Regions from separate parts of the Mus musculus genome. Here all the other regions are linked to region 3. Evidence: chromatin contacts called from public promoter capture Hi-C and targeted proximity ligation data. All regions are on one chromosome and are shown on one strand. The core of a region is the stretch at or near the end of the contact, and the rest is flanking DNA. Distances in the headings are between cores, read along the strand shown. Region 1 holds the start of Dnajc4 (DnaJ heat shock protein family (Hsp40) member C4). Region 2 holds the start of Clcf1 (cardiotrophin-like cytokine factor 1). Region 3 holds the start of Efemp2 (epidermal growth factor-containing fibulin-like extracellular matrix protein 2). Region 4 holds the start of Grk2 (G protein-coupled receptor kinase 2). Region 5 holds the start of Gstp3 (glutathione S-transferase pi 3). Region 6 holds the start of Rps6kb2 (ribosomal protein S6 kinase, polypeptide 2).

Evidence for each region. Promoter capture Hi-C pulls out the DNA fragments that hold promoters and counts their contacts.
Region 1: a targeted proximity ligation map of pancreatic cancer cells shows a contact between it and region 3. A contact is called at or near these places in 1 of 39 promoter capture datasets (the C10 cell line) and 1 of 130 datasets of targeted methods (pancreatic cancer cells).
Region 2: a contact with region 3 is called in a promoter capture Hi-C map of liver, with 2.7 times the contacts expected there. A contact is called at or near these places in 1 of 39 promoter capture datasets (liver), 1 of 130 datasets of targeted methods (pancreatic cancer cells) and 1 of 9 other capture datasets (liver).
Region 4: a contact with region 3 is called in a promoter capture Hi-C map of neutrophils, with 5 times the contacts expected there. A contact is called at or near these places in 3 of 39 promoter capture datasets (the C10 cell line, liver and neutrophils) and 1 of 130 datasets of targeted methods (microglia).
Region 5: a contact with region 3 is called in a targeted proximity ligation map of pancreatic cancer cells. A contact is called at or near these places in 1 of 39 promoter capture datasets (pre-B cells) and 1 of 130 datasets of targeted methods (pancreatic cancer cells).
Region 6: a contact with region 3 is called in a promoter capture Hi-C map of liver, with 2.8 times the contacts expected there. A contact is called at or near these places in 3 of 39 promoter capture datasets (erythroid cells and liver) and 1 of 130 datasets of targeted methods (pancreatic cancer cells).

The regions. Positions count from the first base shown.
Region 1 is chr19:6,989,902-6,994,258 of GRCm38.p6, forward strand. Dnajc4 (DnaJ heat shock protein family (Hsp40) member C4) reads right to left here and starts at 2,681. Exons shown (of 7, transcript NM_001357001.1): 1 at 2,648-2,681; 2 at 2,258-2,371; 3 at 817-910. The coding sequence starts at 2,352. Nudt22 (nudix (nucleoside diphosphate linked moiety X)-type motif 22) reads right to left here. Exons shown (of 6, transcript NM_026675.2): 4 at 3,761-3,858; 5 at 3,532-3,625; 6 at 3,118-3,301. The coding sequence ends at 3,143. Gm35838 (a long non-coding RNA gene) reads left to right here and starts at 2,556. Exons shown (of 2, transcript XR_386530.2): 1 at 2,556-2,838; 2 at 2,921-3,145.
Region 2 is chr19:4,212,332-4,217,210 of GRCm38.p6, forward strand. It overlaps Clcf1 (cardiotrophin-like cytokine factor 1), which reads left to right and starts at 1,907. Exons shown (of 3, transcript NM_019952.5): 1 at 1,907-2,169. The coding sequence starts at 2,154. It overlaps Gm45928 (predicted gene, 45928), which reads left to right and starts at 2,094. Exons shown (of 4, transcript NR_132309.2): 1 at 2,094-2,169. LOC102631992 (a long non-coding RNA gene) reads right to left here. Exons shown (of 4, transcript XR_003952884.1): 3 at 719-3,421.
Region 3 is chr19:5,472,753-5,477,626 of GRCm38.p6, forward strand. It overlaps Efemp2 (epidermal growth factor-containing fibulin-like extracellular matrix protein 2), which reads left to right and starts at 1,938. Exons shown (of 11, transcript NM_021474.3): 1 at 1,938-2,022; 2 at 2,309-2,426; 3 at 2,656-2,704; 4 at 3,314-3,520; 5 at 4,810-4,874. The coding sequence starts at 2,316.
Region 4 is chr19:4,303,556-4,308,075 of GRCm38.p6, forward strand. Grk2 (G protein-coupled receptor kinase 2) reads right to left here and starts at 2,667. Exons shown (of 21, transcript NM_001290818.1): 1 at 2,347-2,667. The coding sequence starts at 2,459.
Region 5 is chr19:4,056,975-4,061,650 of GRCm38.p6, forward strand. It overlaps Gstp3 (glutathione S-transferase pi 3), which reads right to left and starts at 2,473. Exons shown (of 7, transcript NM_144869.3): 1 at 2,450-2,473; 2 at 2,285-2,320; 3 at 1,761-1,867; 4 at 1,555-1,642; 5 at 1,112-1,215; 6 at 914-1,021; 7 at 499-744. The coding sequence starts at 2,450. The coding sequence ends at 556.
Region 6 is chr19:4,160,049-4,164,784 of GRCm38.p6, forward strand. Rps6kb2 (ribosomal protein S6 kinase, polypeptide 2) reads right to left here and starts at 3,335. Exons shown (of 15, transcript NM_021485.3): 1 at 3,120-3,335; 2 at 2,774-2,814; 3 at 2,555-2,675; 4 at 2,212-2,280; 5 at 1,020-1,167. The coding sequence starts at 3,197. Carns1 (carnosine synthase 1) reads right to left here. Exons shown (of 10, transcript NM_134148.2): 10 at 4,276-4,736.

The DNA of each region.
Region 1 (4,357 bases), core at 1,431-3,930, 1.5 Mb after region 3:
TAGGACCTCTCCTGATGATGTCCACCCATGAAGACTGACATCACTCCCACGGACCTTACCTGGATACTGACCGCTCATGGGATTGCTGACCCCTCCCTCCCAAAGGCCAGAGTCAGAAAGTACAGCCTCCTAACCCCTCTCAGTCAAGAAAACCAACCACAGTTGTAACTCCCATTCTAGAGAGGTGGAGACAGGAGGACCACTGAAAGTTTGAGACCAGTCTGGGCTACAATGTGAGATCTTGTCTCAAAAACAACCGGGCGTGGTGGCACATGCCTTTAATCAGGATGCAGAGGCAGGCGGATTTCTGAGTTCGAGGCCAGCCTGGTCTACAAAGTGAGTTCCAGGATAGCCAGGGCTATACAGAGAAACCCTGTCTCGAAACACCCCCCCCAAAAAAAAATCCAAAAAAACAAAAACAACAACAAAAAAAAAATCCAACATAACCAGAAAGACACCCCCACTCCCACCCCAGGGCTGGAGAGATGGCTCAGCGGTTAAGAGCACTGACTGTTCTTCCATAGGTTTTGAGTTCAATTCCTAGCAACCACATGGTGGATCACAGCCATCTATAATGGGATCCGGTGCCCTCTTCTGGTGTGTCTGAAGACAGTGATAGTAATATCACATGCATAAAATAAATAAATCAGAAAGACCCCTGACCCTTTAGATCATAGAGAATAATGAACACCTCCCATCCATGCAGGTGGGAGGAAGGTGCTACCAGCTGGAGACACAGACCTACCCCAGGAAGTTAGAGTGCCCTGTGTCAAGCTCAGGTTTCCTCTCCCTCCCTCACCTTGGGGGCACCAATACCTCTTTTGACTTGGTGAAAAAAGCACGTTTAATCTCTTCAGCGCTGGCACCCGGATGCACGCCCAACAATTCATAGTAATTAGTAGGGACAGACCTGTGGAGAAAAGCCCAAACCTGCAGAGACTCAGGAGGCCAGAGGGCACCATCGCCCAGTCTGCCACCCCTGCTCAACCACACCTTCAGTTCAGCTACCAGGAACTGAGTCCCAAGACACATCTGGCCCCAGATTGCCCTTTGGGTATTTCAAGAATAGTCAGGATTTCTCTTTTTCAAAGTGTAGTCCTCTCCTAAACGACAAACCCAGGAGACCTTTGTTGCTTCTTCCTCTTCTTTCTCTCTCTCTCTTTCTTTACAAAATAGGGTCTTATTACCTGTCAGACCTGGAGCTCCCTAGGTAGACCAGACTAGCCTTAAACTCACAGTGCTTGCCATTGCCTTCCAAATTCTGGGACCAGAGGCATGTGTACTACCATCCTGGCTAAAAAGTTTCTTCAAATATTGTTTAAAATTATATTATTTTGTGTTTATGAGTGTTTTCTGTATGTATGTCCACCACATGCCTGTCTGGTGTCTCCAACGGGTCAGAAGAGGGTCTCCATAATTTACCATGTGAATGCTGGGAATCAAAACTGGATCCTAGCCGGGCGTGGTGACACATGCCTTTAATCCCAGCACTTGAGAGGCAGAGGCAGGCTAATTTCTGAGTTCAAGGCCAGCCTGGTCTACAGAGTGAGTTCCAGGACAGCCAGGACTACATAGAGAAACCCTGTCTCGAAAAACCAAGAAAAACCAATAAATAAATAAATAAATAAAAGCCAGGCATGGTGGCGCACGCCTTTAGTCCCAGCACTCAGGAGGCAGAGGCAGGTGGATTTCTGAGTTCGAGGAGGCCAGCCTGGTCTACAGAGTGAGTTTCAGGACAGCCTGGGCTATACAGAGAAACCCTGTCTCAGAAGAAAAAAAAAAAAAAACTGGATCCTCTGTGAGAGTGGCAAGTACATGGAGGCTGTGCCTGAACTCTATAGACATGCCGGAGATTGACTATGGAGGCTTACCTGGGTCACATAGGAAAACTCCATCTCAAAGGAAAAGGCAGATTCCCATGTCCCCACTTCATTGAATGCTGGAGGACCAGCATCCAGATTCAAGCCCAGAAATCTACATCTTTGTACTCAACCTCCTCTTTCCCAGCGTATGCACAGCGAAGCCTGACAACACGCCAGAGCTATGGAAAGAGCAGACCAGAGCTCAGATTCCCGAACTGTCGTTTAACTTAATCTCGGAGCTCAGTTCTTAGCTATTGGTATACTAAGTGCCTAGCATTGAAGGAGAATGTTGTCTGGGACTTGACACATAATGCAGAGACAACTATCTCAAGACGCAAGGTGGGCTCTCAGGAGAAAAACCACTGAACATGGACAAATTCTGGGGCTCAACTCACCGCTGCCCTGTGGCGGCTGTGAGAAGTCGGATGGAAAGGCTATGCGGCCACAGCCGGCATAGGCGCAGGGGCAGCTGGAGCAACAGGGACGGCATGACGACGACGGGCAGGCAGCTAGGAAAGGGAGGCCCCCAAAAGTCCATTGGGTCTCAATCGGGCCGGACTTCGGGGATCGTGGCAGAAAGAAGGAACCTGCCTCAGTTTCCCACAAAGGCAAATTCGAGGAAGGCCTCTTTACTAAGAACCAGACAAGGGGTGCTCTAGGCCTTCCAGCATCACCCTCCAAGTCTGGACCACCCGCTAGGCACTTGGGACACCCCTTCTCACCCAAAGCATTAGGGGGCGTGCGAAGGAGGAGACACAGCCAAGCCCCGCCCCTGCCCCACTCACAGGCTCCTTGGTCGCCGCCATTTCCTGCGCCTATGAAGGCCCCGCCCCTGATCCCTCATTGGGGGTAGACGCTCAGGCCACGCTTATTGGGCGAGATGAGGATAATGTGCATCAAAGGACCCGCCCCCACATGCTCATTGGCCTAGGACGCCGGGGCCCGCGAAGCGGAAGCATTGGGACAGCTGAAAAAGGTACCAGTGTCAAACCGAAGAGGCGGGGGTAGGGGCAGAGCTTGACCTCCAGGAAGGTCTTGTGCTCCACCCTCTCTTTTAGCTGCGAGGTACGGGTTCTGCAGAGATGTCTTCACCCCGTCGTGACCCGCATTCCGCAGCCAAGAGGAACACAGAGGTCGCACCTTGGGGCTTTTTTGTTTTGTTCCCTTTATGCCACAGTGCTCAGCCCCTCTCATCCATCCCGGGTTCTCTCAGAGGACCCCGGACTCCTAGGAAAGCAGCAGAAGCTAACGGAATACAAGAATAAAGTCCTTTATTGTCTTCAGAGCTGCAGTGATAGGGCTGGGGCGCTAGGGTGACTCAGGTGGGACTTCCCAACACCTGACTGTAGAGGTGGATGGCGATTGTAGAGGAGGATGGCGCCTTTGGCCGAGGGGCAGAGTTGTGCCCACATCTCCGTCTCCTGCAGTCTCTGTACCCTCTGTGGGAAATCAATGAGACCCAGACATCAGGCCTCCCTTCGTCCAGGGACACCCTGTGCCTGGAGTTGCCATACTTTAGAACTCCTAGACTGTCCCTGTCCCTGGGCTTTTCCTTTAGGAAGGAGCCAAGCTCTGTGCCTCAGGAAACTCTGGGAGACCCAGAGGCCTCTACCTCACCTAGATATCCCTAACCCCATAACCAGACACCTAGAAGGTCTCAACTCCACACCTGTGTCTCCACAAAGATGATTCCTGTAGACTCGTGGGCCTCAGGTCCCCCACTCAGGTAATAACTCCTGACCTCCTCTGAAGTCAAGCTGCACCTAGACAAAAACATGAAGGTGTCTTGGTAGATATCCACACCTTATAGGACGGACCCCTGCAAAACGCCAGTTGCCTTAAACCCACTCCTTCCCTGGCCATCTCACCCAGGATCCTGTGCCCGGGAACCCACTCACTGGACATAGAACTCTGCACTGGCTCTGCCCGCGCTGGTCTCATTGCAAGCGATTCCCAACAACAGTGGCTGGCTCAAGGTGTGCAGTGGCAGGTTCACCTGTGGTGGGGAGTCCTACCTGTCAGGCTGACTTCTCAGTAGCCTGGCTGGTTGGTTGGTTTGGTTTGGTGTTTCTGTTTGTTTTTGTTTCAAGACAGGGCCTTGTGTAGCCTAGGCTATCCTTAAACTTAATATTTAGCAAAGATAACTCTGAATTTCTGATCCTTCTGCCTCTACCTCCTGAGTGCTGGGACTACAGGTATACATCACGGTAGTTCACATGGAACAAACCCCGGGTGTTTTGTCTCAAGCTGTGGGTGGTGGCTCCTTGGGGTAGGGGGTCAAATACCCTTCTCACAGGAGTTGCCTGAGACCACGAGAAAACACAGATATTTACATTATGATGTGTAACAGTAGCAAAATGACAGTTATGAAGTAGCAATGAAAATCACAGTCGGGGTCACCGCCACACGAGGGACTGTATTAAAGGGTCACAGCATTAGGAAGACTGAGAACCGCTGTGCTCGGCAAACAGTCTAACAAAGGGAGTGTATCCCCA
Region 2 (4,879 bases), core at 657-3,156, 1.3 Mb before region 3:
AGCCAAATCCAAACCACATTGTCTGCAAAGCCTTTCTTTCCACCAGGGGTGAGCTGTGGAGCTGCACAGCCCAAGCCGGGCTTCCAAGCTGCTCCCCTTCCCTTCCTTGCTCCCTTCAGAAGGGGTGGTAGATGCTAGGGGGACCTCCTGGTCCACTCTGGGTCACTTACTTGTGGGCATCTGCCTTCTTGACCTTGGCAAGCGCACCAAGAGATGGTTAGGCTCACTGGCCAAGAATGCCATTGAAACTCCAGAGCCCTGGCTGGTGGGGGGTGGGGAGGTGGGGGAGGGAGGTCTAAGCACTTTTCACAGGGCCCCTCCAAGGCACTTTTCATCAGAGCAGCTACTGATGCTCTAGACTTCCCTGCCCCCACCCAGACCAGCTCTCCATTCTCAGCTTTTTCTTCTTGTTCAGAAAAGGGGGGGGGGGGTGAGGGAGAAAGAAAGGAAGGGAAAGAGGGGAAAAAAATAGAAAGAAACACCCCAACAACAAAGTCTGTCCCACTCCAGTGAGGTAATTGAAAACAAATTTTTTCCCAACCCCCCCACCCCCCCACCCCAGTTCTCCAGTGCAGAACAGGGAAGTGCCGCCCTGGGAAACTAGCACTGGCCATGACTGATGCCCACGCTGACCCACAGGCTGGAGGGGCTGTGTTGGACTGGCAGAGTGCCCTCCTTTCCCAGGGGTCCCAGCAGAAGTGGGGGGGGGGGTGAATACCTCATGCCATTCCAGAGACAGGCATCACCTTCCACGGCTGGCTGCCACCGCTATCTACCCCTGGTGAGACTACAGAGAAACAACACAGCAACTTATCAGATGACTTAATTGGTGGAATGCTTCTACAAGCACCCAAGACTTGGGGACCAAATGACTGTCCCCCAAGAAAAATCACAGAATGGGGCTGCCTCCAAGCCCCAGATGACAGCTGTTTCCTCTGCACTAGCTCTCATGCTCCCTCGCTCTCCCTGGCAGCCCTCTGGAGAGGGAGGAAGGAGGAGGAAAGGAGACCCTCCTGGGAGGGTCTAGGCTTATGGGTCCCCTAGGTCTCCCACTCAGAAAGTCCCAACCCAGGCCTGAGGGGAAGGAGGGAGAATGCTCTTAGCCAAACCACCCCTACCTCACCACCGGAAAAACCAACAACCCAAACCCCCAAAGGGAAGAGGATGCCAAATGTCTCGATGGGGAAGCTTTTCACTAACGGGATGCTGGGTCTATCCATGGCCTTGAATCTTCGAGTTCCCGCTGAGTCACCCGTGAAGCCTCTGGTGTTGAAACTGGTCCGGTGCCTTGTGCTGATTAATGAATTACAAATCCCCCACCCATGTGCACTCTCCCTGGTCACCGGGAAGAATGAAAACCCTTGTGAACTTGACTGAGAAGCTGGGCCCTGGTGCCCTCTCCCCTCCTCAGGGGGCATTGTGAGCTGGTTAGTCACCTGCCCCAGCCCCTGGCGCCACACTTAGCTCTAGCTTTTGGAAGTGGGACAAGTGGCGGGACAATAGGCAAGGGGGGCGGTCAGCCCAGACAAAGGGCAGCAGGAAAAACACCATCACTTGCTTGGAGGCCAGCTTGCTGGCATTTGAGAGAATGTGTCATTGCATTTACTCAAGTGGGAGGGGGAGGGAAGGTTAGAATGAAGAGGCAGAGGTAGAGTGGGTACAGGGACCCTCAACCCGGCAATGAGCAGAGGGAAGAAGGCCAGCATGCCTTGGCCGACACCAAGGAAGAAGCCCACACCAAGGCCAGCTCCCTTTCCAAGCTCTCAGGAGTTTGCCGAGGGACGATGCCCTCCCTGCCCCCTCCCCCAGGAGGCCTAGGGTGGTACCGTCGCAGCCTTGCCTCACCTCACCACCCCCCCCCTCAGTGTTGTGGGAGGGAGAGGAGCCCCAGAAGCCCTCCCTTCCCTCCTCCCCCCTCTTCCCCCCACCCGGGGAGGGCTGCTACAATTTGTGGTTACAGCTTTACACGTCAGAAAAAAAAAAGTTTGCAGAATGTCCCACACCGAAAAAAAAATGCGAAACCGAGAGAAAAAAACCTGCGAGTGGGCCTGGCGGATGGGATTATTAAAGCTTCGCCGGAGCCGCGGCTCGCCCTCCCACTCCGCCAGCCTCTGGGAGAGGAGCCGCGCCCGGCCGGCCCGGCCCCCAGCCCCATGGACCTCCGAGCAGGTAGGAGCCAGGCGTCCGAGGCCGAGGCCTCCGCCCCCGCCCAGCACCAGTGAGATCCGGTTCCCGTCCTCCTCCCCACCCTCGGAGCCCCAAGCCCGGGCCGGGCCGGGGAGCAGAGCTCGGGCTGGGGAGGTACGGCCGGGCGCCCTCGAGAGGGGCCGGGTGGGGACGCGGCATTCCTGGAGTCCGCTTGGCGGAGCCAGGAGGTGGCTGAGAACGCGGCGGGGAGCCTGGACAACCCTCAGACCTGGACGGGCGGCCACCTGGAGCCGCGGCGAGGCGGGGTCCCAGGGAACCCGCGGACACAGAGCCCCGCGCCAGAATCGGGGCGAGCGAGTCCGAGGCGGGCAGCGAGGGTGTGGGGGGGGGGCCGCGGCGCAAGGGAGGAGGGGGCCAGGAGAGGAAGAGGGAGGGAGAGAGGCAGAGGGGGAGCCCGCGGCCGAGCAGCGGGAAGCGAGGGGGAGGCCGACACCTCGGGCCGCGCTGAACTCCTTCCTCGGCCCGCGGGGAGGGCAGGAGGGCGCGCGAGAGGAGGGCGGAGGGCAGAGCAAACCTAGCTGGGCCGGGCCGGGCCGGGCCGGGCCGCCACGGGACTCCGGTTACTACGCTGCGCGCGGCGTGGCCGGAGCCCTCCATGCTGCCCACCGCCTGGGAGCCAGAGGCAGGTAGGCGCGGCGGGGTGGCCGGGGCCCCGAGCCCGCGGTGGCCTGGGAGTGATTACTGCAGGAGGGTGTTGTGGGGGAGACGCAGCCTGGCCGGACCCAGCAGGAAAAAGTCCGTCAGCGGCCGGGAGCGCCGAGACTGCCGGCAGCCCCTCGAGCGGCTGCCTGGCTAGGCGGCCCGTGGCAGGAGGGCGGGCCAGGCAGGGAGTGGACGCGCCGGAGCGGGCAGCGGCTCAGCCGAGCCCCGAAGCCCAACGCCCGGACCCCGCCTCCGCCCCCGCCGCCGCCGGGAAGGGAGCGAACGGGGGGGCGGGGCCGGGGGCGCCGGGGCCACACAAGGGGAAGGCGCCATCGCCGCCGGGAGGGGTCCGAGATCGAGAGGTCACGGTCGAGAAGGTAGGGCCAGCGAACTGCCAACTTCCACCGCCCCAGTTCTTGGAGCTGATCCCCTCAAGCAAAGTCCGCGTAGCTTCTTCAAAGTCCCCACACCCATGTTCTCACCTACCTTTCTATTACACTGGGGTGCAGAAGGCTTTCCTCTAGGAGACCCCCAATCTCCGTGTTCTCCAGAGCCTAGGAGCAGGAAGAACCTGCCAAAAGAAAGGAGGGCAGACAGGAGGATGGATGTATATGGCAGCGGCAGACCGAATCTTAGAGAGAGACTAGAGGTGGGGAACATCATTCACACCTCTCTCTCACTTTCTTCTTCTTCTTCTTCTTCTTCTTCTTCTTCTTCTTCTTCTTCTTCTTCTTCTTCTTCTTCTTCTTCTTCTTCTTCCTCTCTTTCTTCTTTCTCTCTGTCTGTCTGTCTGTCTCTCTCTCTGAATCTGAGCAGGGAAATCTCTGGCTTTCATTGTCCCTGACAGGCATCTGTCTCAGTCCAGTCAGTACACACCACCATCCCGTTCGCCCCCCTCACCACCAGCCGAAAGTTCTGACTTCTCTTAACAGTCAAGGTGCACCCTTATAGCTCTAGTGTCCGGTAGCCACACTTCAAGGAAGAGGAACAACTAGAAATGGAAGCTGGTGTCCCTGGGCAACCTCAGAACTGTCTGCTGACTGGAGTAATGGGCTCCCGGCTGCACACCCAAGTGTCCAGTTCACACTTCTGCAAGCCAGCCCTACACACTAGCTACTGATTCCTGACACTTCACATTCCTCCCCATAATCCCACCTGCCTGTTCACACCCTGGCTCCTGCACTCTCTGCAGCCCCTCCCACACCCTCCTGTACATCCTTGACCACAACAGCCTTTCCAGTTCACCCGCACACTCGCTCTGGGCTATTTCCTTCGCTTCTTTTCCGGCGGCCTCAGAGGGCTGCTGACCAGAAAGCAGTGGCTTTCCTCTCATCTCCCTGAGAAACCCAGGGCCCTCTTGTGGCATAGTGGAGCAGCTTTTCCCTCAGCCTAAGCGCAGCTCCCGGACTCACTTCACAAGGAAAGACTTGCCTTGCCTGCTGCTTCTTTCCCCTGACACCGGTCCGTCCATCTTTTGGACTAGAAAGGAAGAGAAGGGGGGAAACAGGACTGTTTGAAAGGACACCAAGATGGAGCCCCATAGGATTCATCTGGGAGGAACCTTAGCACAGTGCAGTCTCCTATGGGAGCCACTGCTACCAGGTGGGTTCATGGTAGAGCTCGGTCTCCTGGCTTCCAGGCCCTACCTTCATTCCTCACCAGCCATGGGGAAGGGACCTGAGACTGCAGAAGTGAGGGTGGAAAGACTAGGTTTCCGTGGGCCTACATGGATCTCACCACTTTTAAACTACTCCCTTCAGTTCCCCTCAGTGTACTCCAAAGTCACCCAGATGCTAGTTCTGATATGGACTGAAGGTACGACCTTTCCTTCTGGCTCCATATTTAGCCTAGACTGTATAACTTCTGGGCCCAACATTAGGATTTACAGCTGTTAGCCCCTGGACCCAGATGAAGTCTACCCCATCTACCCTGGACATCTGCGCTGCTGAGCCCCCCACCCTTACTGAGGGTGGTCAGCCTGTGGGATGGGCCAGGAGCTGAGGGGAGGCTGCTGCCTGCCTATGTAGCA
Region 3 (4,874 bases), core at 688-3,187:
AGCAAGCAGGATGCTACTGAGCTACACCCCTCACCCTCTATTGCTTAAAAAAGTCAGTGCTGGAGAAATGGCTCCAGTATTCCTCTTCCGGATGACCTGAGATTGGTTCCCACATCGGGCAGTTAACAACTTCCTGTAATTCCAGGTCCAGGGGACACTGCTGGCCTCTGTGGACACCTGCACTCGGGTGTATATACCAACACACAGATACACATGTATATGCATCATTAAAAGTTAATTTTTTTATTTTTTCTTTTTTTTTTTTTAAAGATTTATTAATTTATTTCATGTATGTGAGTACATTGTTGCTGTCTTCAGACATACCAGAAGAGGGCATCCAATCCCCATTACAGATGGTTGTGAGTCACCATGTGGTTACTGGAAATTGAACTCAGGACCTCTGGAAGAGCAGTCATTGCTCTTAATTGCTGAGCCACCTCTCCAGCCCGTTAATTTTTTTTTCTTTTTTCTAATCAAGGCAATGGAAGCTGAGGAAATGTCTTATTGGGTAAACCGCTTGCTACACAGCATGAGGGTCTGGGTTCAGATTTCCAGCCCTAGCATAAAGGCCAGCTATAGTGGTGATGCAGGTTTGTAACCCTTAGAGGGCCAGGGAGGTGAAGACTGGCAGACCACTCTGGCACTCTGGCCACGCAATCTAGCTAAATTAGTAATTTCCAGCGACAAACCCTGTCTTAAAACATAAGGTGAATAGGTACACACGAATATACCACATACATTACCACTCAGACAGTTAAATGAAATGAAGCAGATTTTTTTTTTTAAACGTCAAGGCAGAGCGGAGCATGGTAGTGTACACCTTTCATCCCAGAGCCTAGGAGGCAGAAACAGGCGGATCTTTGTGAGTTCGAGGCCTCATCTACTTAGTGAGTTCCAGAACAGTCAGAGTTACACAATGTGAGACCCTGTCTCAAAATGACAAAACAAAAACAAACAAACAAACAAGATGGAAAGAGGTTGGGTAAGGGAAAGTTAAGGAAGACCTGGTTATTGCCGCTAGCGGTCTGGGCCAGGCACGGGAACCCTGGACACGCAACCCTTTCCCGTCTAGGCCCGCCTTGAGACGTGGGCAACGCGAAGTCCCGCCCATTCACCCCTTCCTGGGCGCTGGAGGCACCCAGACTCCGCCTCCAAGGCATGATCTCCGCTGGGGGCGGAGGCGGAAACTGGGTGGGGGACTTGGATGGGAAGAGGCTCGGGAAAGGGCTGGCACTGGGCCCTAGTGTCCTCCGCGCCCAAGTTCAAGCTTGCCCGCCTTCCCAGGGGCTTCCATTCATTTCGAGCCAAGAATACTGCTGCCCTCTCCCCCATACTACTGTAGTTTTGCGCTGGCACGGCTTGGGGAAGCAGTACCCCAAGTAAAGAGACCACCTGGAGGCCGTGGATGTGGATGCAGAGGGAATTGGACAATTAATTTGGACAATTAATTAAGTTGGACGAGGGTCTGGAAACCTTGGATGAAGTTTTAGGATCATCTAAGTGATGATGGTTTAACACTGGATAAAATTCTGAAAGGAGTAGAATTTGAAGCTCTGAGGATTAAATGCCTAGTAGGTTCTGGGAGGCGCAGAATCGGGTTACACGGAGGTGCGAATGCACAGCATGGGATTCCGGAGGCACAGGTTAGATAGGGTCTAGGTGGGCAGAATAACATTTTGAGTGAAGGCCCGGGGTCCTTAGGTGAGTTTGGGGGCCAAGCATCAAGGTCAGTGGCCTAAGGATCCAAACTTTGGGAAACTCTGGCTGGGCGTCCGCAGGCGACTCCAGGCAGCGCCGCGGGGGACCGGGTGGGGGCCTGTGGCCGGCCGGGGCGGAGAAGCCGGGGGGTCGGGGTCCCTCCCCCTGGCGCGGGCTCAGGAATCCGCCGAAGGGCGGGCGGAGGCGCCGGGGTGGGCCGCGGCCGGCGGGCGGGCGGGGGGCGCTTCCTGGGGCCGCGCGTCCAGTGAGCTGCGCGGTCCGTCCGTCCGTCCGCCCGCCCGCAGGCACTGCTGGAGTCGACGCGTGAGTGGCCTCCAGCGGAGGGAGGGCGCGGGCCGTTTGGCGGCCGAGTCGGTGCTGCGCGGAGCGGGGAGGCCTGCGCTTCACGACTCGCGGGGCGGGGGCGGGGCGGTCCGGGATTGCGGGCCTGGGCCATAGGCCTGCGAAAGGATTCTGTCCCCAGCCCTGGAAGGTTCCAGCCTCAGCACAGTCCTGAGACGAGACAGCTGGGACCCAGGCTCCCCTTCCAGATAGAGGGAATGGGGGGTGCTGTGGCAGAAACCCCTGACTTCTGCCCACCACCTCCCAGCCTCAGGATGCTCCCTTTTGCCTCCTGCCTCCCCGGGTCTTTGCTGCTCTGGGCGTTTCTGCTGTTGCTCTTGGGAGCAGCGTCCCCACAGGATCCCGAGGAGCCGGACAGCTACACGGTGGGGACCGTGGGGTCACCAGCTTGGGATGGGATGGGAAGGACAGTGAGATCAGGATCCTGGGGAGGCTGCTTCTGGGCAAGATTCTCCCCGGCTTGGTTGGTGGAAAGCTGGAGGCCATTGTGTGGAGCTGACCCGAGCATGACTCTGAACTCTGGCCCTGGTCTTGGCCTGGCTAGTTGGTGGAGACAGCCAGGGTGGTCACTGGCCACATCGGGTTCCCTTCCAGGAATGCACAGATGGCTATGAGTGGGATGCAGACAGCCAGCACTGCCGGGGTGAGTCTCTGTCTGGGGTACTAGCCATCTTCAGGAACTGGGAAGGGGGTTGTTGTTTCCCAGGGATACCTTACCTCCCAGAGCTGCTGCAGGAACTTGATGGCCCTTTTCCCTGTCCAGCTTGGTAGCCAGCCATGCTTCCCTTGTGCCACTCAGTTAGGAGCCCTGCCCCTTCAAGAAGCTGGACAAACGGCCTCTATCCTGCAGGAGGGAAGGGAGCACCTGGCTATTGCCCAGAGAGAAGGAAATACGCACACCTTCCCTGGACTGCACTGTACCTGCCTAGCCCAGCTCTTTATCCCAATGCAGCCTGGGAGAGCCGTGCATGCCCCGTGGGTCGGCAGGCCCGCAAAATTTCTCTTGGGCAAAGGTAGAGGCAGGGATTTGAGGAGGCAGGAGAATGGAGATACCAGTGTGAAACAGGGGGCCCCACTCCCAGTCCTGCCAATCCCTGGCAGGGCTTCTGGGTCAGCAGCCTTAGTTTGCCTAGCAGAGAGAAAGTCTTGCTCTGTTGCTCAGCTTAGAGAAGGCCAAGTTGGGCATCTGCCTCCCACTACCTCCAGGGCCAGCCCAGGTGACTGGCTGTGCCCAGCAGGCCCCTCTCTGCAGATGTCAACGAGTGCCTGACCATCCCGGAGGCTTGCAAGGGTGAGATGAAATGCATCAACCACTACGGGGGTTATTTGTGTCTGCCTCGCTCTGCTGCCGTCATCAGTGATCTCCATGGTGAAGGACCTCCACCGCCAGCGGCCCATGCTCAACAACCAAACCCTTGCCCGCAGGGCTACGAGCCTGATGAACAGGAGAGCTGTGTGGGTAAGCAAGGGCTGATCGGGTGTCTGGGCTTCCACGCGGTTTATGAGTTTTTTCCCCGAGACAGGGTTTCTCTGTGGAGCCCTGGCTGTCCTGGAACTCATAGACCAGGCTGGCCTCGAACTCAGAAATCTGCCTGCCTCTGCCTCCCGAGTGCTGGGATTATAGGCGTGTGTTACCATTCCTGACTTTTTTTTTTTTTAATTTTTAAACTAATTTTGTATTTACTGTACAAAGTAATGCGTTCCATCATGGTATCATCTCCTGGCACATGTCATTCTTGTTTGTTTTCATCTTCTAGTAGCACTTTTTGGTCCTCCCTAGTTTTTGTTGTTGTTGTTTTTGTTTTTTATTTATTTTTTTGTTTTCTTTTGGGGGCGATTTTGAGACAGTTTCTGGATTTGATCCCCACCATCACAAAAACAAGAGGATCTCTGTGGGTTCCAAGCTAGTTGTGGTCTGTGTGGTAGCAGACACTTGTAGTCCCACCAGTGGGGAGATGTGAGCAGGAAGACCTGAAGGTAAAGGGCACCCTCAACCGTAAGGGCTTTGACTGAGGACGACCTGAGCTGGGTGAGCTCTTATCTCAAAAAGGGAGCTAATTAATTAATTAATTAGTAAAAGTAATGTTCCCTATAAAATCCCCAGGCCTCATGCTCCTCTTCCCCCTGGCTCCTCAGAGACAGATCCAAGTCGTCATCTACTGCAGGCTTAGCATGGTCTGCAGGCCCAGGAAGGCCCTGGCAGCCCCTCATTTCCTGTACAGACACAGGAGCTCTGCTCGCAGCCTCTGGCAGCTTTTTGATCTGGAGTCAGCCTTGGGAACCATTGGCCTTGGAGGAGGAAAGATCCTGGCCCTAGAGTCAGCTGAGGGGTGTAAATGGACAAGGTTTTGTTTGTTTGTGTATTTATTTATTTTTAAGACAGTGTCTCATTCTGTAGCTCTAGCTACAACTAGCTTGGAACCCACAGAGATCCTCTTGCCTCTGCCCCCCACGTCCTCCCCCAGTGGTGGAGTTAAAGGTGTGTGCCACCAGACCCCACAAGGCCTTATTTTAATATGCTCTCCTAGTGGGTACTTCTCCTAGTGACTCCTTGGTGGACTCTTTTTTTTTTTTTTTTTTTGTACTATTGGGATGATCTGAATTACACATCCATGATTTAGTGCCAACCACCCACGTGCCCATGTGAATGGAGTCTAGGGCAGTCCGCCTCCTCCCGAATTGAGATCCCTCACGTGGTCAGGAGCATATGGGGGCCTCCAGGCGAAGGCTGAATGCTGTCTCTCACAGATGTGGACGAGTGTACCCAGGCTTTGCATGACTGTCGCCCTAGTCAGGACTGCCATAACCTTCCT
Region 4 (4,520 bases), core at 1,417-3,916, 1.2 Mb before region 3:
CTTCTGTGTGACAAGCCTCAAAGCTCGGTTAGTAAATGAAGAAATACCACCTGCTGGGTCAGCCAGCGTCCCAGAGTTGTGAAGACAAGACACTTCACAGATTGGGATATATTGGGCACACATGAGACACGATCACAACTACCTTCAAGGGTGAGAGATACCTGCCTCAATAGTGTGCAGAGCGCGTCACCACGTAGGGAACCTGCCTTCCATCATGAGAGGCTTGCATGCCTAGGGCCACAGCACTGCAGGGTGACTGTCTGAGCATACCAGTGGGCAGAGTTAGAGGCTCCTAACCATTCACAGACTGAGCAGTTGGCCCAACAACATCCTACTGATGGTGACCCTGCACCTGTGGTATCGCTTCCTAAAACTCACAGCCTGCTGCAATTTTGTTCACAGCTATTACCCCATCCTGGTACTGTTGGCCTTGCCAACTTCACATGTTGGTTTTTGGATCAACTGAGATGACAGATGTCAAAATAAATAATGAATTATTAAACTTTCCATTCTTATTCAATCACATCACATCACAACTGCCACCATATGAAAAGGTAAAAAGAAAGAGGTACAGCTCGTTTTTCAGGGTTCTTGAACACCAGCAAGGAGACGACCGGAGGTAGGGTCTATTAGGAGCAATGCATTCTGGGGAAAGATTGTCCAGACACAGAGAGTTCTAGAAAAGGCACCACCTTAAACTTTGCAGACCTCCACCTGCAGAAGAACCCCATGGCTGTGGCCGCCCAGGAGAGCACTACAAGCCCAAGATGCGGACTGCCCCTCCCCCACTCTTCCCTTTAAGTTTTGTCATTTCTGAACTCATTTTCATCCTAACTGCTGCTGCCCCTAGACAGCCCCAGCTGACACTCAGTCTAGTTCCTGTTTTGAGAAATCTGATTGCAAATGTCTTAGAAAAAAGGGGGGCCCAACGGCCTCTTCAAAACACAGACCAATTTTTCCTCTACAGGGCTTGGTTCTCAGTCAAACTGAAACCCAGTGTGCAGCCACTGGAGGAGGGGGCACGGTGACAGGCACAGCAGCAAGCCCGCAACCTGCCCACCTGGCTCTAAGGACAGAGGACACCAGAGGCCTATTTCACACTGCCCACTGGGGGTAGAGCATGTTCTACCACAGAGAATGACAGTAAAATCAAGGCCAACTCTTGGCTGTTAAAGGAGTTGGCATGGGAGGCTACTGGGACTGGCCTCACCACCCACCAGGAGGCATCCTGGTGGGTGGACACATCTCCTCTTCCAGATGCAGGACAGACGTCCAGGCCACCCTTCAGGTCAGGACAAAACATAAAACTCGAAGCTGAGAGCCCTGATGTGGAGGCCAGGTGACACTGCACAAGCCATTCCAGTCTGAGTTGTTTCCCCTCTCACACACACACACCTTGTTCTATGGGAACAAAACTACACCTGTCTCACTCGCTCTCTGGTCTCCTGTGCAGCTCAAATAGGAAGATAAGTCTATTTACCATAATATACTGGACAAGCCCCAGCTACACCTCTCACATCCTGCCCTGTTCTGCACCCACATCCTGGACAGTTTAAACTTTGATACCAGGTGCGATGACATCAGTTGTCTTGTAGAGAGGTGGCAGCATGGTCCATCTGCTGTAGGATGGGAGGTCCCCTGGTCAAAAGTACCCATAAGGAACCACAAGTGGGGAAAAGGGTAAAGTAGGGACTTCCCTCACCCACCGGAGCGCAGCCCTCAGGAATGGTACACTGCACTGTCCCCAGAAAGCACTCTCAAACCCAATCCCATAGTGACCCCACCATAGGGGAAGGCAAAATAAATAAATAAATAAATAAATAAATAAAAGTCTTCAAATTGGTCCTCTTCACTCCACAAACCTCACAAGAGTGTTACCCACTCCACGGGGAGTGGATAGGGTAGTGGAATACCAACGGGAGCAACAGACTGTGTGATACAATCGGGTAAACAGAGGCAGACTTGAGGAAGGGAACCACAAGGGAACACGAGAGGGTAGAGGGCAGAGCCAAGCATCAGGGTGGAAAGAAGGCTGCAGCAGAGTCAGGGGCTGACAGCGACCAGGCCGGGCAGTGAGATACAGGAAGCGGCAGGGCGGCCCAGGGCTAGGAGCTTGGACTTGGGGCGCCCAGGGCTTGCGGACACCAAGCCTTGCGGCGGCAGGGACAGAGGAAGTCTCCGGGTCCTGGGGCGGCCAGAATAATGGGGTCTCCGGGGCAGAAGGTCCCCGGAGTAGAAGGGGTTCCCGGGTCCTGGGGCAGAAGGTCCCCGGAACCTGGGGCGGAGGGGGTCCCTAGGGCACGGGATCCCGGGGCGGCGCGTGGGGCCCGGCACAGGCGGGCTCACCTGGGCTCTGGCAGCAGGATCTTCTTGCTGGCGCGCGCGGCCGGCGTGGCCTTGCTCTTCTCCATGGCCATCAGGTAGCTCACATCGGCCAGCACCGCCTCCAGGTCGGCCATCTTGGCGGCGGCGGCGGCGCTGTTCCTCCCGCCGCCCGAGGCTCCGCTCCGCTCCCGCTCGCTCGGCCCGGCCCGGCCCGCGCGGCTTGTGGGCCTCGGCGCCGCCGCCGCCCCGCCCGGTCCTCGCTCGTCGCCGGCTCACAGGCGGCGCCGCCCCATGGCGCCGGCTCGGGCCCGGCCCGGCTCGCGCTCCGCTCCCGCCGGGACTGCAGTCGGGGCGCCGCCGCCGCCGCCACCACCACCACCACCCGCTCGCCCGCGCCCCGGAGCTGCCGCCGCCGCCTCCGGCCCCGCCTGCCGCGCACAGCGCCAGCGAGCCGCCGAGGGGCCGAGCCGGGCGGGCGGCGGGCGGGCGGGCAGGCGACAGCGCCCCCTAGAGGCTGCACCGCTCGGGTCCGAGACACGGGTCTCAGTCCTGGTTTGTTACCTGAGTCTTCCACCAAGGACTCTAGGATGACCTCAGACCCCAAGCCATGACCACAAACGCGGATCCCATCTCAGCATGCTAGACTGCACGCTCCACTAGGGCCAAGACCGTGGGTCCTAACAAGAATCCTGACACCGACCAAGACTCCTATACTCAAATTTCTGAACATTCTCTCAGAGTCACACCATCATTACCACCCCTGACTCCTGACCTGACCAGATGACAATCCTGACTTCAAACTCCCAACAGGACCCCAGACTCAGAGCTTGGGCCGCACTCCTGACATGAACGTTTGTTGTTGTTCTTGTTTTAGAGAGGGTATCCCCGTGTAGCCTTGGCTAGTCTGTAACTCACTATGTAGACCAGGCAGACCACTAATTCACAGCGATCTGCTTTCCTCTGCCTCCCAAGTGCTGAAATGGATTAAAGGCATAGTCCATTAAACCACACTCTGATGAACGCCGAACTCATTAATTGATCGATCGATTGACTGATCAGTTGATTGATTGTGTATGCACATGTGGAGGTTAGAGGACAGACAATTTGACCATCAGTTCTCTCTTTTTACCACATGGGTCTCTAGGGATGGAACTCAAGGTCCTCAGGCTTGGTGGCAAACATTTTACCCACTGAGCCCTTCTGTGCCTTCTTCCTTGGCCAACTCCTGTCTACTTTACCTGGCTAGCACACGAGAGGCAAAAGCAGGTGTCTTTCTGTAAAGTCAAAGCCAACCAGGGCTATAGAGTGAGACCCCGTCTTAAGCAAATGAGTGAAAGCAATTTAAACTGCACACCTCTCTAGAGCACCTCTTTGCTTTCCAGGCTGCCAGGACACTCCCACCCCAGGCATGGACACTTAGAACCTGATTCTCCTGCCAGTTCGTGTCCAGCAAAGCAAGTATCCCGACTCCCCTGACTTCTTGACTCCTTCAGAAGAAAACAAATCCTATTAGGGGAGAAAGGTTGTCAGCGGACGACATCTCTAGACAGATCCTGCCTCTACTTCTCCTTTCCTAGGTCACCACTACAGCCTCCTGAGAGTCCTCTGACCTGTCCATTTCTCAGGGTTCCTAAAACTGCCCTCTGATACAGGCTCTGACCAGAATGGCTGTCCCCAAATCTAGATCTGATGGGATTACTGTACATTCAAGGCCAAACAACAGCTGTCTAGTGCCCCAGAGCTACCAAGAGTGAAAAGTCCTGTTTTTGTTTCTGGTTTTGGTTTTTCCAGACAAGGTTTCTCTGTGTAACCCTTGCTGCCCTGGAACTCACTCTGTAGACCAGGATGACTTTGAACTCAGAAATCTGCTTGCCTTTGTCTTCCAAGCGCTGGGGTCAAAGGTGTGTGCCACTATACCCACCTGAGACTGCCAAGTCTCCTTTGGTTTTGTTTGTTTGTTTGTTTGTTTTTTTTGAGACAGGGTTTCCTTGTGTATCCCTGTCTTGGAACAGGGTGTAGACCAGGCTGGCCTTGAACTTGAACTCAGAGATTAACTTGCTTCTGCCTCCCAAGTACTGAGATTAAAGGCATGAGCCACCACCACCTGTCAAAAGTGTAAAATCTTAAGGGGACATTTTGGACCCCAATTTTCTGCTGCCCAAGCCAGGTTCGGTTGAACAGTAACCTGTGCTTAG
Region 5 (4,676 bases), core at 1,223-3,722, 1.4 Mb before region 3:
AAGTGGGATAGGAGAATCCAACTGTCCATGGCCTCAGATAACACATGAGAACTGGCCACATGCTTACACATGGGACACACTCAAATATATGTGTCACTCCTGAGGGTAAGTGTCTGCCCAGAATGAGTTCACCAAATGAGGATTTAACTAGCTGATACCCTTAGGGCTATAGCTGTATTCCTCTTGGATGAGGGAACCCTGTAGGATTAAAGGTCAGTCGCCTCCCAGCAGGAAGTCCTCTAGTAGGACCTGGAGGTTTAGAGCCCTAAAGGCCCTCTTTCCTGGCAGCTCTGGGCCTGACATTTTAGCAAGGGTAGCCTAGGTGTCAACACGGTGTCTTCATCCTTGCCCCTTAAGCTCACTGCTTTTTTTTTTTTTTTTTTTTTTCCCAATAGGCCCTGGCTGTCCTGGAACTTTGTGGACCAGGCTGACCTTGAACCCACAGAGATTCGCCTGCCTCTGCCTCCCAAGTGTTAGGATTAAGGACAAGCCCTGCACTGGCTCCTGCCATCAGTTTTATTGGTCTGGGGTGGGGGCTGGGGGAGGCAGGTGGACTCACATCTTTATGCAAGCAGCCAGGGGCCGGTTCACATGCTCAGGAGACTCCAGGAAGGCCTTGAGCTTGGGTCGGGATTTGAGGCGCGCCACATAGGCGGAGAACAGGGGAAAGTCATTCAAGTAACCAGGAAACAGGAGCTCGAGATTCAGAAGCACGTCCAGCAGGCGGTAGTCCGCGAAAGAGATCTACAGGACGGGGGAGTGACAGGGCTGGAGCTGAGGCAGGACTGGGAGAAGCGCCACAGAGCAAAGCACTGGATGCTCCCTGCTTCTGCCTCTGCATCTGGCCTCAGTTTACCCCTCTGAGAAAGGATCTGGCAATGAGTGGGTGGGGAAAGGCCTACCCAATGCTCACCTGGTCACCAACAATGAAGGACTGGCCACCCCTGTTCTGGGCCAGGAGAGTTTCAAATGGCTTCAGGTGTCCCGGAAGCTCCTTCTGATACTGGTCCTTGCCCTCCTTCTGTGGTCAGAAATGTGCAGCCAGAGTGACCGAAGTGATCTCCCTTTCCTGCCCACCACGCTTGGTCACTAGCCTGTGGCTCCTACATACCAGGATATGGCGATACTGCCGGGCAATGCGTCTGAATAGGTCTTCCAGTCCATCGTTCACCATGTCCACCAGTGCTGCCTCTTGTTGGTCTTTGCCATAGAGCCCTGGGTCAGCGGGCAGGCAGCAGGCTCAGGTTCTGTACTTGTCCCTACATGTCCACTCAGTCTCAGCCTGGGTCTACTCTCTAACCTTAATTGGAGGTCTTCCCTGCCTACCTCTGGGATGTCATTAGAAAAATGATACAAGTTGGAAACTCACAGCCCTGGCTGTACAGACAGCGACCGCCCAGCAGCACACCAGTAGCCTTCTGGAACCTGGGCCCTGCATGATCCTCTAGGGTGACCCAGGTGGGACATTGGTGGCTGCAGGTGAGGCAATTCAAAGCCCCAGGACATTTTGAGGAACATCTCAGGTGTCTCTCAGGGCTTGGCTTCTGGACTCACCGAAGGAGCGGCCCAGGTGCCGTAGGATAGTATTGGATTGGTACAGGGTGAGCTCTCCATCCTGGAACTTGGGGATCTGTCCAAACAACTGGGAGAAGATCCCTCTGTAAGGGGTGCTGAACCTGGCTGCCCCCAATCCTAGACACAGCACCCTAAGGCTGCGCCCCAACCGAATCCCCAAGGGGGAGAGGGAGACAATTACTCACACAGGAAGCCTTGAATGTGCCTTGCTCCCAAACATCCAAGGTCACCACCTCCTCCTTCCAGCTCTGGCCCTGGTCAGCTAGAAGCATGCGCATAACCTCACAGCGCCCTGTATGGGGGTGCAGGATGAGGACACAGCGAAGAGATCTACTCTCAGAGCATCCTGGGAGAGTTTGGGAGAGTGGAAAGCTGACAAGAGGACTACACTAGCTTGGGAGCCTCATAGGGAGGGGAGATATGTGGTGATAGAGGCCATGTCCTAACATTATCTTGGAATGCGAAGACCCAGCCCCACCATGGCACAGGGAAGGAAGGAAAAGTGACAGACAGTGCAGCTATCTACGGAGGCTAAGAGGGCAGTCCTGGCCCCACCAACCACAACTGTAGTCCTGCCCCAGGTCTCTGTCCCGGCCCGGCCCCAATACAGTCTTGGTCACGCCCTTCCTACACCACTGTTGGGGATTCCCAGGAATGACCCAGAAGACTATTGTTTGTGCCCTTCGTCTTGAAAGTGCTGAGGCCACACCTCGGGAAGGGAAATAGACGATGGTGTAAGGTGGCACTAGGAGAGATAGACAAAAAGCACGATGAAGGAGGACCTTGCCTGGGCTGCAGGGCCAAGGAGCGGTTAGTAGCAGGGGTGAGGTGGGGGTATAATTGCCCCCGCCCTTGCCTCCAGGTTTCTCCTTACTGTTGGGCGGATACAGTGTGGTGCAAGCTCAGCAGGAAGAGAGGAAGTGATCGGGGCCTTATATTGACAGGAAGACTCCACCTCCTCAGACATCCCACACTGCCCCAGAAACAGACCAAGTCCTGGTGTTCAGTGTACCAGCTTCCTGGCAGACGTGGTGGGGGAGGGCAGACTCACCTTTCTATCTGTGGTGCAATATGCTACTGGAGTTTTGCAAGAGGCACACATGGTCACATGATAAGCCTCCCACTTAACACGCCCAAACCACTCGGTTTCTTGTGTGCTCAGGGGTTTGGACAGTGCCTTATATGCAGGTAGGCCTCTACCAACAGTACATGGTATAATAATAAGTGCTCCTTGTAAAAATAAGGCAATGTAGAGGAGCCGTGGTTAATCCCAGCACTTGGGAGGAGGCAGAAGCAAGAGGATCTCTGAGTTCAGCCCAGTCCGTCTGGTCGACAGAGTTCCAGGACAGCCAGGGCTCCAAAGAGAAACCATGTTTATAAATGACAAAAAATAAATAATAACAATAACCATAATAATGGCAGTGTCACCTGGAGTGATGGCACACACCTTTAATTGCAGCACTCAAAGTACAAAGGAAGGTCGGGCGGCACGCCTTTAATCCCAGCACTTGGGAGGCAGAGGCAGGCAGATTTCTGAGTTCGAGGCCAGCCTGGTCTACAAAGTGAGTTCCAGGACAGCCAGGGCTATACAAAGAAACTCTGTCTCGAAAAAAAAAAAAAAAAGTACAAAGAGAGGCAGCCCTTTCGAATTCAAGGCCAGACTGGTCTACAACCAAGATCACCAAGCCAGCCAGAGCTATATAGCAACCAAGCCAGCCAGAGCTATATAGCAAGAGCCTGTCTTTTCAAGAAAAGAATAAAGGGATTTAAAAAAAATTTTTTTAAAGATTTATTTATTATTATAAATGAGTACACTGCAGCTGTATTTAGACACACCAGAAGATGGCATCAGATCTCACTATGGGTGGTTGTGAGCTACCATGTGGTTGCTGGGATTTGAACTCAGGACCTTTGGGAGAGCAGTCAGTGCTCTTACTCGCTGAGCCATCTCACCAGCCCTAAAATTTTTTTTAAATATTTATTTATTTATCACATGCAAGCACACTGCAGCTGTCCTCAGACACACCAGAAGAGGGCATCCAATCCCACCACAGATGGCCGTGAGCTACCATGCAGTCGCCGGGACCTGAACTCAAGACCTCCAAAACAGCAGCCAATGCTCCCAACCACTGAGCCATCCCTCCAGCCCCCCCTTTTTTTTTAAATAAAGGGATTTTAACTAATGAACTATCCCCTCCTCTCTTGGTGATGCTATAACAGAAAACTCTTAGCAAAGAGTTAAGCCTTACATGTACCAGTCCTCAAGGCTAGCACTGTTCCTTGTTTGTAGAGAAATTGAAACAAAGAATTGACGTGGCATGCCCAAGGTCACTCAGCTAGTAAACAGGATTTAAACTTGTTTGGTCTGGTTAGTTCCCTGGGAACCTCATGTCTGTCTGTCTGTCTTCTATCTATCATCTATGCATCTGTCTATCTATCTATCTATCTATCTATCTATCTATCTATCTATCTATCTATCTATCATCGACACTGTGCTTCTCTGTTCTCTGTGTAGCCCTGGTTGACCTGGAACTTGCTCTGTAGAGCAGGCCAGCTTCAAAACCATAGAATGCCACCTGTCTCTGTCTCCTGAGTGCTGGGATTTAAGGAGTGTGCCAGTACTGCCAGGCTGGGAACCTCACTTTTTAAATCCATTTTCCCCCTTTGATACCTTTTTGTTGAAGGGAACAGACTATGTCACTTCACAATGTGCTTCTGTAACATAAACCGTACCACTGGAGCAGGGCATGACAGTGCAGAGCTGGACTCAGTGCTGTGAGCACCAGGATGGAAGGTGCTGAGTGAAGCTAGCCTGGGCTGCATAGGGAAACTGAAAGATTTTCGAATTCCCGGCCCATGTACCAAATGAAAGACCCTCGAGGGAAGACCCTCACTCAGACACTCAAGTCCCGGGACAGCCGCGTACCCAAGAAGACACTGAGACCATACATAAAATGTAGAAGGCAAGATTTAATAAAGCAGCGACATGAAAGCACACAGACCAGAGCTCTGGGGTCGAAATAAAGCAGCAACATGAAAGCACACAGAGCTCTGGGGTCGAAACTCATACACCTTAGCACAGGGTAGAGGAGTCTCGACGA
Region 6 (4,736 bases), core at 2,085-4,584, 1.3 Mb before region 3:
AGAGCCCAGGGAAGCTAGACCCTCAAAGCTAGTTTAAAAACAGACCTGCTAGGTGTGATGGCACATAATTTAAATCCCAGACAGGGGCAGGGAATGTCTTTTGAGTTCTATGTAATGAGTTCCTGGCCAAACAATGTTATATAGTAAGACCCTGCCTCAAAAAGACAAAACAAGAAAGTGTGTAGCACATGCCTTTAATACCAACACTCAGTCTGCAAAGACAGGCAGATCTCCTGAATTCAAGGCCAGCATGGTCTATATAGTAAGTTCTAAGCAGGCCAGGACTACATAAGCAGACCTTGTCTCAAAAAATAAACGAAGCTGGGCATGGTGGCGCATGTCTTTAATCCCAGCACTCGGGAGGCAGAGGCAGGCGAATTTCTGAGTTCGAGGCCGGCCTGGTCTACAAAGTGAGCTCCAGGACAGCCAGGGCTATACAGAGAAACTCTGTCTCGAAAAACCAAAAAAAAAAAAAAAAACGAACCCCGGGCAGTGGTGGTGCATGCCTTTAATCCCAGCACTTGGGAGGCAGAGGCAGTCAGATTTCTGAGTTCGAGGCCAGCCTGGTCTACAGAGTGAGTTCCAGGACAGCCAGGGCTACACAGAGAAACCCTGTCTTGAACCCTCCCCCCAAAACAAAACAAAACAAAAAAATTAAACCCTATAGAAACAGTAACCACTCATGAGACTTCCAAGAAGAAGGATGTAGCTAGGTGAGACCTGACTGGGTGCCTGGCACACAGAGGACAGGCAGGAAAAAGTGGATGAAATTTTCTCTGGACATCACATCTATATAAACTCCCACCAGCCCCACCCACCCCACAAACACTAGGCACTGGATGGATGTTTGCTGAATGAATGAACAGATAGAGAGACAGACAGATGGACACACGGCCAGGCATGGTATGTGAGCCTCCTAGCCATCCTCCATGATACCTCTCAAGAGTCCCTAAGTCCCCACCCAGTGTTCCTGGGCTGGCTCCCTGCCACACCCTGCTCGGCTTAGCCCACACACCTACCACTGAGGCACTCCAGGATGAGGTAGAGTTTGCCACCTGTCTGGAAAGCATAGGCCAGTTCTACAATGAAGGGATGCTTCACAGATTCTAGAATGTTCCTCTCAGCCCGGGTATGGGCTGTGTCCTTGGCACTGCATACAATCTTGGCCTAGAGATGCAGGAGTCTGTTAGAAGGGGAGGCATCCAGAGTGCTTGCCTTTCTGCTCTGCGGATTGACTGCCACCTCAATAGAATGCGCAACCTCAAGAGTCAACTATACTGAGGAGGAGCCAGTGTTCCAGTACACGTCTCTTGTTTCAAATAAACATTGAAACAACTTGGGTATGTAAGTGTCTAGATGCTAGGTCTGTGCAGTGATATCATCCTGACAGTAACCAACCCATAGAGTCGGGGTACCAAGGGTGGAACAGTATCACAAAGAGCCCCCTTTCTAGAAGCTTCTCCAGTCTGCCCTCCACAAGATCTGATCATGACAAAGACAATGGGAGGACTGGGCACTGGACTCAGAGGTTCAAAGTGTGAACTATGAAAGCATAAAGATCTGAGTTCAAATCTTCAGTAGCAATATAAAAAGCCAACGATGGCTGTGCGTGCCTGTGCCCTGTGGGAGGGGCACAGAAGCACCACTGGGTCTCCAGCCCAGCTTCAGTGAGACCTTGTCTCCTGAGAGGAAGTGACTTAAAAACAGTAAACTTTTCCGGAACCGGTTTATCCTCTCAGTCTCTCACCCTTGATACTTTCTTGTGTTCTTTGAGACAAGGTATCATTATGTAGCCCCTGGTGTGCTGGCCTACCACCACTCAGATCCTCCGGCTTTACCCATTCAAGTCCTGAGACTACACAGTATCCTACCAAGTTCAGCTCAACTTGACCCTGCTGACACACTGAGCCACACAATTCTTTGTCGTGGGTTCCTGTTGCGCTGCATCCTGGGCTTCTATTCACAGAATGCCAACAGTACTGCCTGTCCTCATGAGTCCTGACAATCAAAGCTTGCCATATGTGCCCTAGCAGGCCAGCTTCTTCCATCCAAGAATTACTCCAAAATCGTATGTATGACAATAGATGCTAAGTCAGCAAGTGTCAAGATAAGGACTGTCTTTATCATGTTTCCGGCTGTCTTCCCGAGACCTGGCACAGGCTGATGGGGATGGCAGCTACTCTGTCTCTGCTGGCTAAGCGAGTGACTCACCTTCCTTAAGACCTTCATGGCATATATTTTTCCCAAGTTGGTGCCTTGCACTTTTCTCACCTGGAACACCTGTAGGGCAGGGGAGACAGGATTAACTTCTCTGACCACACCCCACCTTCAAGGTTGCCCCACCCTAAAGGGACCAAAAGGTCTAAACTCAGCTTAAGGGTGGAACAGTAAAGATCTCCATCAGATTTTGAAAGGATATGCCCTTCCTTCCCCCAGGTCTCCAGCTCTGAATTCCATCAGAGACTCCGTACATTTACAAGCCTATTGGGTGTGAAGGATAGTATGCTGTCTCAGGCTAGAGCTGAGGTCGCCAGGGAGAGAGGGATGTTAGTACCTTGCCATAGCCCCCCTTGCCCAGTACACTCAGTAGCTCAAAGCAGTGGGGCCCGATGCGCTCAGGACCCAGGTTCACGCTGCTCTCTGTCAGCTCTACTTCTTCATAGTGTCCCACTGTCCTAAAGACAGAATAAGTTAATGAGGGAAAGGCTCTAGTGTACTCCAAGTCCCGACCCCTACTCCATACCCCCACCCCCCAAGCAAGACCCTCACTCACTCCAGGCCAGCAGCCCTTAATTCGCCAAGGGGACACACGTCCTGTGAGAAACCAAGTAATAAGAACCATGGGAGGTGCCAGAATACCTCCTCCCAACCTAGGCTCAACTGCTTGGCCCAGGGGAGAGGACCAAGGATAGAAGACAGGAGCAGGGATGGGGAAAGGTTGGGAAGGAGAGACCAAGGATAGAAAAGGAAAGATTGGGTCCAGGGGCTGGGGCTGGGGTTGGGGTTGGGGCTGGATCTGGGTTTGTAGGGGTCACAAACCACTCAGAGTTGGGAGCGCCAGGGTTTTGGTTAACCAGCCGGGCTCCCGGGTCCAGTCGCGCCCGGAGAGAAACACTCACCGCAGGGCTGAACTCCGGTTCGCCCTCGCCCTCGCTCCCTTCCTCGGTCTCCAAGTCTAAATCAAATACGGCCGCCATGGCCCCGCCGGTCCCGCGGGACCCTTGGCCCGGACCAGGCAGAACTCTGACTGACAGCACCGGGCTGTGCCTACGTCATTTCTCCGCGACAGCAGCCGCTCGCTCTGTTGACGCAATAGCTTCACCCACTCTCAAGTCGAGTGGGAAGAAAAGATGGCGCCTGTCGGAAAGCCTCTCGGGAGTCGTAGTTCCAGACATCTGGACCTCCCATCCTGCAAGCCTTATGAATAGAATAGGCTTTACTAGACCATCTTCCTTGTCGGTTTCTCCTGGGCCAGCTCTCGCCCCGAGCCGCGCGCACAGAGGCTCCCATTTTGACTCTGGAGCAAGTTCAAGATTTAATGGGCAGAATTACAGATGCATGAACGTTTAAGTGGCAACTCCTCAGCCCTTCTTAGTGCTGTGAGCTGCCCAGAAAGAAAACTTGTGTCTGTTCGGTTGTATTAGGGGACAGTAAGCTGTATTAGGGACACTCCATACAACCTCCCTGAAGCTCACAGACCCTGCAGGTCTGACATTTTCTGGGCGACTGCCTGGGCTTTGTTTCAAGGCTCCCTTTCTGAAGGGCTCAACACACCTAAATATGGACTTTTGCTAATGTATGCATACCGAGTATTTGAGCTGCCTAGTTCAGAATAGATATTTTAATAGAATATAGTTGAAAGGATGGATGAGAACTGGCGAGATGGTTCAGCGGGTAAAATCACTTGCCATACAAATGGCAAGTGACTGCTGGGGTTCGATCCCAAACGAAGCCTGTCCATTTCTATTGGAGTCTGTCTGGATAGCTTTTCCATTGCACACGGGATGCCCACTGAGGTATAGGATATGAACTCAGATGAACAAAATTTAGGGGTATCCAGGTCTGCAGAGGGATTACTGCCTGAATATGATTTAGGATTATAATTCAAGAAAAAAAAATCTCAAACATACATGTAGATATAAGGTAAGCCCGTAGCAAAGGTCAACCCTGGGGCCCAGCCAATGGGGTGCTTTCTACCTCTCCCTCCCACTTCCCAGCTCCCCACCTACTGAACCTGGGAGGGGAGCACTAGCTAAAACACTGGACTCCGGATACTTCACTAGTTAACAAGTCTTTATTTAGGTAGGCAGGTTTCAGGAGCTGTCCTCGGCTCCTGAGCAAAGACAGGTGTTTTCAGAGTAGCTAGCTCCCTAAAATGAGGAAAGGTGTACACAGAAGTCCCAGGGCCAAGCTAGCTAGGAATGCCAGAGGCCAAAGCAACAAAGCTGGTAGAGATCGTGTGTGGTGTATGGGAGGCAGGTGTTTAGGAGTCTGAGTGCTGCCTATAAATGAAGATAGAAAGGAGAGAGGACCTGGAGGCTAACTGAGCGTTTAAAACAGTAAACAGAGAAGGTTGGCCTTGGCATTCTGTCTACATCCACTATAATAGGAACTTGGAGGCAGTCTTTTTTTTTTTTTCTCTCTCTGAGCCTGCTTCCTCATCTGTAACATAGGGGCACTAGGGTCTGCCTGAAAGCATGAAGGGAAATGTTTACTCCTAGTGCTGAGCACAGACA